3 separate regions of the Hordeum vulgare genome follow, and all the other regions are linked to region 2. The links are chromatin contacts, called in public Hi-C maps. All regions are on one chromosome and are shown on one strand. Each heading gives the region's core, a stretch centred on a gene start, on an enhancer-like site or on the middle of the called end of the contact. The rest is flanking DNA. Distances are from core to core; before and after follow the strand shown. Region 1 holds the start of LOC123449732 (CSC1-like protein At4g35870). Region 2 holds the start of LOC123449734 (protein CHAPERONE-LIKE PROTEIN OF POR1, chloroplastic). Region 3 holds the start of LOC123449728 (scarecrow-like protein 9).

Region 1 (3,443 bases), core at 78-2,577, 300 kb after region 2:
TCACACCAGGACCCAGAATCTAGGTGTATTTTAGTTCTAGATACATTCATTTGTATTCATTTGTGCAACAAGTATTTTTGAATGGAGGGAGTATGTCTCTAAAGAACTATGGACTAGAGAATGAGTGACACAACCTTTCAAAGCAAAAATATTAAAATTAAGAAGCGTAAAGCATATATAAAATCTTTGTAAAGCATGTAACACATGAGTTTTAATGTTCCTTTCTATTGTTAGGTTCCCTAACACACCCACATAAGGCACACATTTTTTCCATGAACCTTACCGCATTTACATTTGTAAAAATAGTTGTCTTGGCATATATACCGTTTACGAGATAATATCTATTGCTATATTGAAATCCTTTCTAAAGGACAATTTGACAACAACCAAAATGTTGTGCTACTTGATAAAAAAGATACCTAGTTAGTTGTTCATATTATTAGTTGGGAAAGTTTGCGAGAACATATACCTAGAGTGCACAACATGCAAAAGGGATATCATTGAAATCACATTATTTGGACACCAAACACTTCAAGCATCCGTGTCACCTCTAGAGCCAAGCATTGTAACTGTCTACACTTGTTAGGTTTTATTATGACATAATATATGGTTTCAATGAGCTCCTACCGATGCAATAATAGGTTCAGGTTTTAGCCAATATTGATTAACTGCTGGTGCCAAACTACAAATGTATCTTATTTTTTGTGTTATCATTACATGCGATAATCATTCTATTAAAATTGTATAAACATCCCGCAAAACCAGGCAAACTTTAACAAACCTTGCTAATTTTAGGTCTCCTTTGGTCTGAAGGAATCTTGTAGAAATTTCATATGATAGGATTTCCGTAGGAAAAATTCCTTTAGAGCCCTTTGGCTTATATGAATAGAATCGTATTCTTATAGAGGAATTCTTCCTACCACATTTCACAGGGAAAATAAACATTAGCTTAGACTAAATGAAAAAAAAATCTCGTGATGTGAACTAAAGGGCATTTTCTTTCCTAATCCTCTCCATAGAATTTGAGATACATACATCTCGTTTTTTATGACTTTCCTATTTCTATTATTGTTTTATACCCTATGAACCAAAGAGGGGCCTATCAACAACAAACCTTGATTCTAACAATGCATCATCATCATCATTAAATAAAGCTAAGCTGACTAACAAGTGGGCCATAACTAACACGAGTCCTAGTCACCTTGCGGCTTGCGAGTCCTTCACCTCGAAGTTCTTATATTGTTATTTTTTACCTGGCTATTGTGTACGGTGTACCGGAAAACACAAAAGAGGGAAACAACACGTCTCCCTAGCGTCCCCACCGGGCAGCGACTCAAACCACGGCGCGGGTAGGGTCGGCACGGGTAAGCAAGCCCGTCGTCCCCTCCCGTCGGGATCTAGCCCCGCCCCACCCCGACCCCCACCCCCGTCCACGAACCAACGGAGGCGGCATCTCCACCGCCGGCGGCGAGCAATCCGGCTAGGGTTTCCGCGGCCCCGTCGAGCGACCCACCCGATGGGACCGGGCGCGCCGTCCCCGGAGGACGCCGCGGGCGGGGAGCCGGAGGCGTGGTACGGGAGCATCCAGTACCTCGTCAACATCTCGGCGGTGGGCGCCGCCTCCTGCGTGCTCCTCTTCCTCCTCGTCAAGCTCCGCTTCGACCACCGCCGCATCCCGGGGCCCTCCGCGCTCGCCGCCAAGCTGCTCGCCGTCTACCACGCCACGGCGCCGCAGATCGCGCTCCACTGCGGCGCCGACGCCGCCCAGTTCCTCCTCTTCGAGCGCGCCTCCTTCCTCGTCCTCGCCGCCGTCTCCGCCGCCGCCTTCTCCGCCGCGCTCCCGCTCAACCTGCTCGCCGGGGACGCCGCCATCGCCGACCAGTTCGCCGCCACCACCATCTCCCACATCCCCAGGGCCTCCCCGCTGCTCTGGCTCCACCTCCTCCTCACCGCCGCCGTCGTCGCCATCGCGCACCTCGGCATCTCCCGGATGGAGGACGCCCTCCGCATCACCCGCTTCCGCGACGGCAACGGCAACCCCAGCGACCCCAACTCCAGCTCCGTCGCCGTCTTCACCATCATGATCCAGGGCATCCCCAGGACGCTCGCCGCCGACAAGACCCCGCTCAAGGACTACTTCGAGCACAAGTACCCCGGCAAGGTCTACCGCGTCATTGTGCCCTTCGACCTCTGCACGCTGGAGTACCTCGCCGACCAGTGGGGGAAGGTTCGGAACAAGATCTCCTGGCTGGAGGCAAGGATGGACGCCCGCAGCCTGTTTGACGAGTTTGTGCAGGATGAATCAGGGCACTTGGAAGCGCATTGGCTTGTCAGGAGATGCAAAGAGCTGTGGGCAATGGCCGCGCAGAGGTTCGGGTTTACTGATGATGAGAGGCTAAGGAAGCTGCAGACAAGTAAACTCGTGATTGGGAGCAGGCTTTCGGATTACAAGGAAGGCCGTGCGCCTGGTGCTGGCATAGCTTTCGTTGTGTTCAAGGATGTGTACACGGCAAACAAGGCTGTTAGGGATTTCCGGATGGAAAGGAAGAAGACACCCATTGGCAGGTTCTTCCCAGTGATGGAGCTCCAGCTTGAGAGGAGCCGATGGAAAGTGGAGAGGGCGCCACCGGCATCAGATATCTACTGGAATCATCTTGGGATGAACAAGACCTCACTAGCCTTGCGCCGGATTGCTGTCAACACCTGCCTCATCGTAATGCTCCTGTTCTTTAGTTCACCCTTGTCAATACTCAGTGGAATGCAAAACGCAGCACGGATCATCAATGTGGAGGCTATGGATAATGCCAAATCATGGATTGTTTGGCTTCAAGGCTCAAGCTGGTTCTGGACAATAATCTTTCAGTTTCTACCCAATGTCCTCATCTTCGTGAGCATGTATATTATCATCCCATCAGTACTGTCGTACTTTTCCAAGTTTGAGTTCCATCTGACAGTGTCGGGAGAGCAGAGAGCTGCATTGCTTAAGATGGTTTGCTTCTTCCTTGTTAATCTCATCTTGTTGCGTGCGCTGGTGGAATCGTCGCTTGAAAGTTGGATTCTTAGCATGGGACGGTGCTACTTAGATAGTGCTGATTGCAAGCAGATTGAACATTACCTGAGCCCATCATTCTTATCGAGATCATCACTTTCTTCCCTGGCGTTCTTAATCACATGCACCTTTCTGGGAATATCTTTTGATCTGTTGGCTCCAATCCCTTGGATAAAGCATATACTGAAGAAATTCAGAAAGAATGACATGGTCCAGTTGGTCCCTGAAGAAAATGAGGAGTACAGATCTATGAACAATGACGAAGAAACAAATGGTCTGATATCGCCTCTAATGTCTGAGAGAGAAGACAGTGACATTCTGAATGGTTTCGAGGGGCATGATCTTTCCATGTACCCAATAAACCGGAGCTTCCACATGCCAAAGCAGAAATTCG
Region 2 (3,549 bases), core at 86-2,585:
TCAACCTGAAATGAAACAGGAAACAGAGTCAAATCATGGTATCAGGGACGCGTTGGATACCGAGTGCCAGCAAATCTGTTAAAACATCAATGATTGATGCTGCCAGCAACTTAGGATCGTGTTGTTTCTTTTAGGAGTCCCGGTTCTGTCTTGAAACGGACAGTTGAAAGATTGGGCATGGGCGCAAGCAAGAGTAGTTATCAAGAAGACTACTTGCACAAGCAAACAAGAACAAATTACAGCTAGTTCACTTGGACAAGAAAGGTTATTACAAAGGACAAAAATTCACACGAAGTTGCGTAGAAAAATCGGGCAGGGGTAACTTGTCAAAATGAAGAAATTGAAGAAACGGAAATTTACACTCCTCCCCTTCTTACGGGCCAAGCCAAGTCACCGGTCCAAAGTTGACAGCACATGATATGGTATGAGTATATGATCGCCTCCACCATGGCTCATCCATGGATATACAAATGGTGCTACCACTACAAGCTAACGCACTGAATGCCAAAAGTAGAGTATTTTAACAGCCTCGATTCGTCACATGGGAACAACTGTGCACGAAATTGCCCAAATTGATCATGATCAGGTCTTCGCTTTTCTTCGCCATGTACAGAAGTAGATTGTAACCTGATGTTTTCGCTTCAGGATATTGAAACGTAACAACATACATCGGCGTTCTTGCATTACAAATTTGATCGAGGCGGCTTCCCCTCCTAAATCAGCAGCTTGTGGGGACAATCAAAGCATCCTTTCAACGAAGGGATTCGCTTGAGCAAGAAGCGAGCGCGGAAAGGCTGGGCGGCGGCATGGATGGAGTGGAGGGGAAGTTTTGGGGAGGGAGGGAGGGAGGGACCTGGGCGACGGCGTCCGGGTCGTCCTTGCAGGAGGCGACGACGGCCTTCTTGGCGCGCAGGATCTCGTCGAAGGAGGCGCCTTCGGCGACCCCGAGCAGCTTGAGCGCGCCCTCGACCGTCATCTCGAAGGGCGCCGGCGAGGAGTCGTCCGCGCGCGAGGCGGCCAGGCGCCGCGTCGGGGCCCGGCGGCGCGAGGGGGGGCTGCCGCGGGGCACGGCGCAGCACCGCGCCGCGGTGGAGGAGGCGGGGCGCCTGCGGAGGAGGGAGCCGCCGGCGCCGGCGGCGGCGCCGCTGAGGGAGAGGGCCGTGGCCATTTGTCTCTGGCTGCTGGCGCTCGCCTGGTGTAGCGCTGTGCGCGTCGGCTTCTGCTGTCCGCGGATGGATGCCACCGTTGATTTTTTTTTTTTCCTTTTTCTAGTGGGTGGTGAGTGATTTGGCCGTCCGGCCGCCAATTTCTACGGCTTCGGGTCGGGGGTTCTCGGACACGATATGCGGCTTCCTTTTGGACGCAGATAATGAGCTTCAAAAGCCGGCTTTATATCTGGATAAAGATTGATTTTGTAGGTATTATCTTGATAATTACTCCTAGTTTGCCTAGCCTTTTTCTCATGTTCTTTTTGTTTGAAGTGGAAAATAAAAACAAAAAAGATAAATGAAAGATGGTTCATTAGTCTTTGTTGATGATAGAAACGAGATATTTATATCCGAACGAAAGTACACACTTTTTTGAAAGTCAAGTAAATTTAGAGGTACTTGAAAACCAAGTTGTTACATCTCTACTCTTAAAAGTACAACCCGTACGTTGTTTGTTCGTTGTTAGCCTCCTTCTCGGTCCCATCTATTTTTTCACGTCGCCCTCACCTTCACCGATTTATCTCTACCACGTTTTTTTTACTCGGGAGCCTCTCTCCCTCACGGTCTCACCTCTCTTCCTGAACCAGGGAGTCAATACTCCCACAATGGGGTACCCCTAGATGGCCGTCGCAGCCGCTGATGTTGCCTCCATCGACCTCGACCTTCAGCCACCCCAGCTGTTGCCTTCGTCAAGCCTATTCCCCAACTCTTCCTTCTCCTCCTTCGTGCCATCCTAAATTGGATTGGCGTGGATCCTCTCCCTTTGCGACCCGGTGCCCATCCGGCCATCCTCGCTGTTGCGGTGATGGTCGTCGTCTAGCGCCCCGCTCACACACTCACCGTTCGTGCTGCCCATAGATGGAGGATGCCACGGAAGGCATCCACGCACCAGCACAAGGGTGACATGCCGATGAGCATCGGATGTGGGCGGAAGCCGTAGAACTCCTCGTTAAGGAAGATGGAGGGTGAGCCTTCACGTGAGGGAAGAGATGAGGGGCTCCGGTAGTCCTGACAAGGAAGCTTCTCTTAGCAGTTTCTCTGTGCCAAGTTCTCGCCGAGTACACAGTGTGACGAGTGTTTCTCCCTCCCCCTACATGTTTCTAGCGATTGAGATCGAGCGATTAATGATTGCGTTCTGTAGAAGTTCTGCCCTCATGGTTGTGCGAGGCCCAAGCATCCCCAGGCGAGGCCGTATTCGTGACCATGATGAAACTGTGAAATATCAAGCGGTACTTTTCCAGTCACATATGAAATATCACAGAAAAGATAAATTGATTTTTCTTGTCTCATCATATCATTGTTCTGACTGTGTGACGACTCAAATCCTGATTTCTCCCTCTCCTTTTAAGTTTAAGTAGAACCAGCAAGTTGTTGTGTTGAATATAAATCTCTGGAGCACTTGTTACATAAAGGTTTAGTTATATCACCAATAAAATAACTGAGTAATGGTGTTTACAAAAACAAGAGAGATGATCACTTGTTTAAATAAAATAAAAACATACAACTTAGTAACAAAATTTGTTTTTCTAGAGAAGCTAGAACATGGATTCATAAAAGATATACAATTTTGACGAATTCATGGGGAACGCGGTGCGGAAGCTGCTCCATCCCGAGGGACACACGGTGGTGGTTGGGCTAAACATAGCAGACACAGTGTAGTAGGAGCCGGGAGAGTTGTTGTTGACCTGGTCTTGAGGCGGGAAGGTGAATTCGTTGTGTTCTTCGGCTCCAGAAATGCTATACCGGCACCAAAGTCTTTCACCTTTTGTGGCAGACTCAAAGAGTTTATTTGCCAATTACAATGCATAACACTAATATGATCAAGTGTTAAACATACAATGTTTTATATGCATCACAACAGGAACTGATATATGCACTTTAATTGTTTTAATGCTTAATTGCATCTGGCATTCCTACAGTTGCAATTAATCTAGGTACGAGTGAAGCTTTGTGGCAGCGACCAGGCAACCAAGGAGGAGTGGAGCAGCAGCCAGACAGAGAAGATTCCTGGACAATGGCAATGAGCGAAGGTGAGTAGCACGACTCGGTTCTGGTGTGCTATATCAGTTTGATTTGTTGGTGTGTTATCGACAATAGATTTTTGTCAACATATCGTATACTCATTATTGCTACAGTTTTAGTGCAGGGGAGATAGTTATAGATATATTTGATGACATATATTTGGCATGCTTGATGTGTGTGCTCGTTAATGAGGTGGTGTAGAAGGCATAGATAGCAATCATCAACGTGAGGGTACAACATTAATATTGGACCATGTTGTAGCATTGAACAACAAAAGTTTGACATGGGAGACTCTTTAGCAATATTTGGCAGAACAAAA
Region 3 (3,868 bases), core at 95-2,594, 380 kb after region 2:
CTCGTCCTCCGCCCGCGTGCGTCGCCGTTGAGTCCTCGTCGTGCGCCGACGCGCCGGGCGGCATTGCCCGCCCCGCAGGCCACGGCCGCTGAGACGCCGCGGGAGGGGCTGTCCGTGGTGGTCGGCGAGGGCGAGACGAGGACGCCGACGACGCGGCTCTACTCGCTGGCGCCGTACCCGCTGCTGCTGGCGGCGCTGCTGCCCGGGGCGGAGCCCATCACCGCGGCGTTCGAGCCCTTCGTGGAGCTGGTCAGGACATTCAGCCTCCCCGACTGGCTCGTGCACTGGGGCCACCCCGGCAACATGGTAATTATAAATCCTCACCACAGAAATCTAGTATTATAATTCATACTAGATCCTTCATCACCACCCGCTCTGCTTTTTTTGCTTGTTCCAGGCCGTGGTGCTGTTCGCAATGGGTGGGTACGGGACGTACCTGGGGTTCAGGATCAAGCTCTCCGACGACCCCGTAAGCATACATGAGTGACATGCTTAACAATCAAATCACCAGCACTTGTAATATGAGCCTGACACACCTGCGCCAACAAAATGCAGGAGGAGAAGGCCAAGGCCAAGGACCTCCACCCCAAGCTCCTGGGCGGCATGTTCTTCTTCTTCGCCCTCGGCGCCACCGGCGGGGTCACCGCCCTCCTCACCTCCGGCAAACCCATCTTCGAAAGGTACATACATGCGTGGCGTGCACACACCCCTCACAATTCAGAACCACAGCTTGGCTTCACCTGTTGGAATGGCTTTGATCTGCAGCCCTCACGCGGTCACCGGGGTCATCGGCCTTGCGCTCCTGACCGTGCAGTCGCTCCTGCCAACATTGTTCGAGGTAACTGCCAGTTTGAAACTCCTGCATGGCAATGGCTCACGCCGATAGATAGATAACCTGTGATGTGATGCTGCTTTTGTCAGGGGAACCCTGGGCTGAGAGGCGCGCACGGCCTGCTCGGCAGCAGCATCATGACGCTCTTCCTCTTCCACGCCGCGTTTGGGCTGCAGCTCGGCCTCAGCTTTTAATTAGCTCGTGCGTGTCTGCCCGCTGTTAATTCAGTTTGGGTTCTGTTTCTGTCATTCTCTGTGCTTGCTTGCTTAGAAGAAGTAAAAAATCATCTCTCCCACAGCTCCTCCTGGTCTTTGTTAGCTAGTAGCACTGTCACGAAAACTACTGTATATCCCAACTTACATACGTGCAGGTATGCATCACAACATAATTTCTTTCCGGAGCCATGGATTACAGTGTGTATGATCTTTCTTATTAAAACCATGAGGGGGTTTGCGTAAACAGAAACAAAAGTAACAGAGATATAAGCTGCTGTTACTTTTGTTTCTGTATAATAAATCTACGCATCCACTCCTGCAGCAGTTCGCCATTTTTTTGCCCTGGCCGCTAGGCTGGACAGGGTCTCGGCCAGCTCTGGGAGTGGAACCACGCCTGTGCCGCCGTAGCAGAGCCTGCGCTTTTTAACCTTGGACGGCGTCTTTTCCACCGTCGACAGTGCTTCCTGTTGCTTGCCAGGATCGTTTAGTTTAAAGTTTGAGCCAGAAATGGATGAGAAGATGGTAGTATACATTGATCAGATGGGATGCAGACTGGATGAAAGCATCTCCTTGGCTAACTGGTGCCCTTGAGATTTGATTATGCCTGTCGATGGTGTTGAACTGTTGATGGTTTTTATCCTACTGGGATTGATCTGGTACTCTTCTATACCTGGTAGTTAGCTATATTTGCCATTATGTCTGAATGTGGATGGTTCATCCCTAACATGGTTAAAACAATTCTAGACAGTAAGTTTATTACAAACTATAGCATCTTCAAGATTTTAACTAGGTATATTTTGGCCTCTCCCAGCATATTATTTACTCTTTTGACATATCAGCATAATTTCTAAGCTTCCACTTAAACAATTATGTTTATGCACTACTTTTATCCTTCAAGATTCAAGTTCAACAAAGTAGTAGATGTAACTATGTATGCGTGTAACTGAGATACAATTTGAATTGTAGCTAAGGACTCGGGACTAGTGAGTCATATGTGTCAATGTATGCTGCGCTTTCATTTTGCCAAACATCAGAAGCAGAGTAAAACACGTCATGCTTAGTGCAGTGTTTTGGCATCTGATCTCACCTATGCCCTCTAAAAAAGTCTGTTCGCAAACTTAAAAAGTTTCACAAAAATTGAACACATGTACATATTTGGGTATTAAGTTCAATTATAAAATAAATTCCGTGCAAAAAAGCTATTATGTTAGCCTTCATCATTTTATAATTTTTGCACTGCACAAAAATTTGCAAATGCAAATAGTACTCGAACATGTACATGTGTGTTTTCCTTCTTTATTTTTAAAAATATCAATTTGTTTTCGATGTAATTCTCGTGTACAAGGATGTCACATCACACCTAGATGATCAGGAAAACAATTTCACTTTTGTTCTTTCTGGTTGGAGACAATTCGGTGATTCCAAGGGGAGAAGCTTAATTACCAGAGCAACATTACACACCATGATTCCCTTCCATTCATTCCAGTAAGAGCTTTGCCATTGCCATCACCATTGCTGCTGCTCCCGCCCACGATGACAGCAACCGGTTTCCCGTGCAGGATCACCTGGCACTCCCATACATCGCACAAATCCTCATGGAGGAGGAGGAGGATGACGACGTTGACCAAGATAACCCGGCGCTCCTCAAAGCCCAGCGTCCCTTTGCCCAAATCCTCTCCTCCAGCACGCATGCATCCAAAGGGAGCGCCTTGGCCAGCGACGTGCACTCTCCCAGCCCGGCCACCTTCAAGTTCAAGGGCGTTGATGAGGTCCGCAGCTTGCTGTTGCTCGCCAATGGAGAGGACAACACTCACATCTTCAGCACTGCTTTCCTCAAGGGCATGGAAGAGGCCAAGAAGTTCTTGCCCACGAACTGTGAGCTGACGACCACCGGTGCGCAGGACCAGCCGAAAGAGAAAAGTGGCAGCGGCCGCGAGGACCGGAGCGACGAGGTGGAGGCTGATGCCAGTAGGACGAACGGATCCGTCGGAGCTCGTGCCTGCGAGGTGTTCGACTTCGATCAAATGTGCAGTTCCATGGACAACGAGACCGGGAGCAGTAGCAAGAAGGGGAGGAAGAGCAAGGCGCGGGTGATTGACCTGCACACGCTGCTGATCCACTGTGCCAGGGCGACGACGGATGATCGCCGGAGGGCAGGTGAGCTGCTCATGGAGATCCAGCTGCACGCCTCACCCGCCGGCGACGGCACACAGCGGCTTGCCTACTGGTTCGCTGAGGGGCTGGAGGCACGGCTCGCCGGCACAGGCAGCCAGGTGTATGGGACGATTACGGCGAAGGCCACCTCTGCCGTGGTGCACTCAGAGGCTTACCAGGCATTCATCTCGACGTGCTGCTTCAGGAATGTGTCCATCTTGTTCGCCAATAGGGCCATCCTCAACGCGGCGGCCGGGAGGAGCAGGTTGCACATCGTTGATTATGGCTTTTGCTATGGATTCCAGTGGTCAGAACTTCTGCGCTCGCTGGCAGCGAGGGATGGCGGCTCGCCGGAAGTCAGGATCACCCACATTGACCTCCCGCAGCCCGGACTCCACCCCGGAAGACATATGGAGGAGGTCGGTGGTCGGCTGACCGACATTGCCCGAGAGCTCGGTGTGCCATTCAAGTACCGTGCCATCTTGGCGCAGTGGCAGACCGTTTGCGCCGAGGACCTGGACCTGGAAGAAGATGAGGTGCTTGCCGTGAACGACCTGTACAATTTCAGGACCTTAATGGACGAGTGCGTCGTCGTAGGCAGCCCGAACCCCCGCGACGTCGTCCTCAGCAACGTCTGCAGGATGAAGCCGGACGTGTTCGTCCAGAG

The links. A called contact is a pair of places that touch in the nucleus more often than the background predicts.
Region 1: a Hi-C map of leaf shows a contact between it and region 2, with 6 times the contacts expected there. The contact joins the promoter of LOC123449732 here to the promoter of LOC123449734 in region 2. A contact is called at or near these places in 2 of 6 Hi-C or Micro-C datasets (leaf and seedling) and 1 of 1 datasets of contacts at active chromatin or transcription factors (embryo).
Region 3: a Hi-C map of seedling shows a contact between it and region 2, with 3 times the contacts expected there. The contact joins the promoter of LOC123449728 here to the promoter of LOC123449734 in region 2. A contact is called at or near these places in 3 of 6 Hi-C or Micro-C datasets (leaf and seedling) and 1 of 1 datasets of contacts at active chromatin or transcription factors (embryo).

Annotation. Positions count from the first base shown.
Region 1 is chr4H:583,138,033-583,141,475 of MorexV3_pseudomolecules_assembly, reverse strand. LOC123449732 (CSC1-like protein At4g35870) reads left to right here and starts at 1,327. Exons shown (of 3, transcript XR_006632043.1): 1 at 1,327-3,443.
Region 2 is chr4H:583,437,755-583,441,303 of MorexV3_pseudomolecules_assembly, reverse strand. It overlaps LOC123449734 (protein CHAPERONE-LIKE PROTEIN OF POR1, chloroplastic), which reads right to left and starts at 1,335. Exons shown (of 3, transcript XM_045127055.1): 1 at 854-1,335; 2 at 1-5. The coding sequence starts at 1,168.
Region 3 is chr4H:583,054,720-583,058,587 of MorexV3_pseudomolecules_assembly, reverse strand. LOC123449728 (scarecrow-like protein 9) reads left to right here and starts at 1,344. Exons shown (of 3, transcript XM_045127050.1): 1 at 1,344-2,532; 2 at 2,607-3,868. The coding sequence starts at 2,643. It overlaps LOC123449731, which reads left to right. Exons shown (of 5, transcript XM_045127052.1): 1 at 1-306; 2 at 398-469; 3 at 556-680; 4 at 766-838; 5 at 922-1,236. The coding sequence ends at 1,026.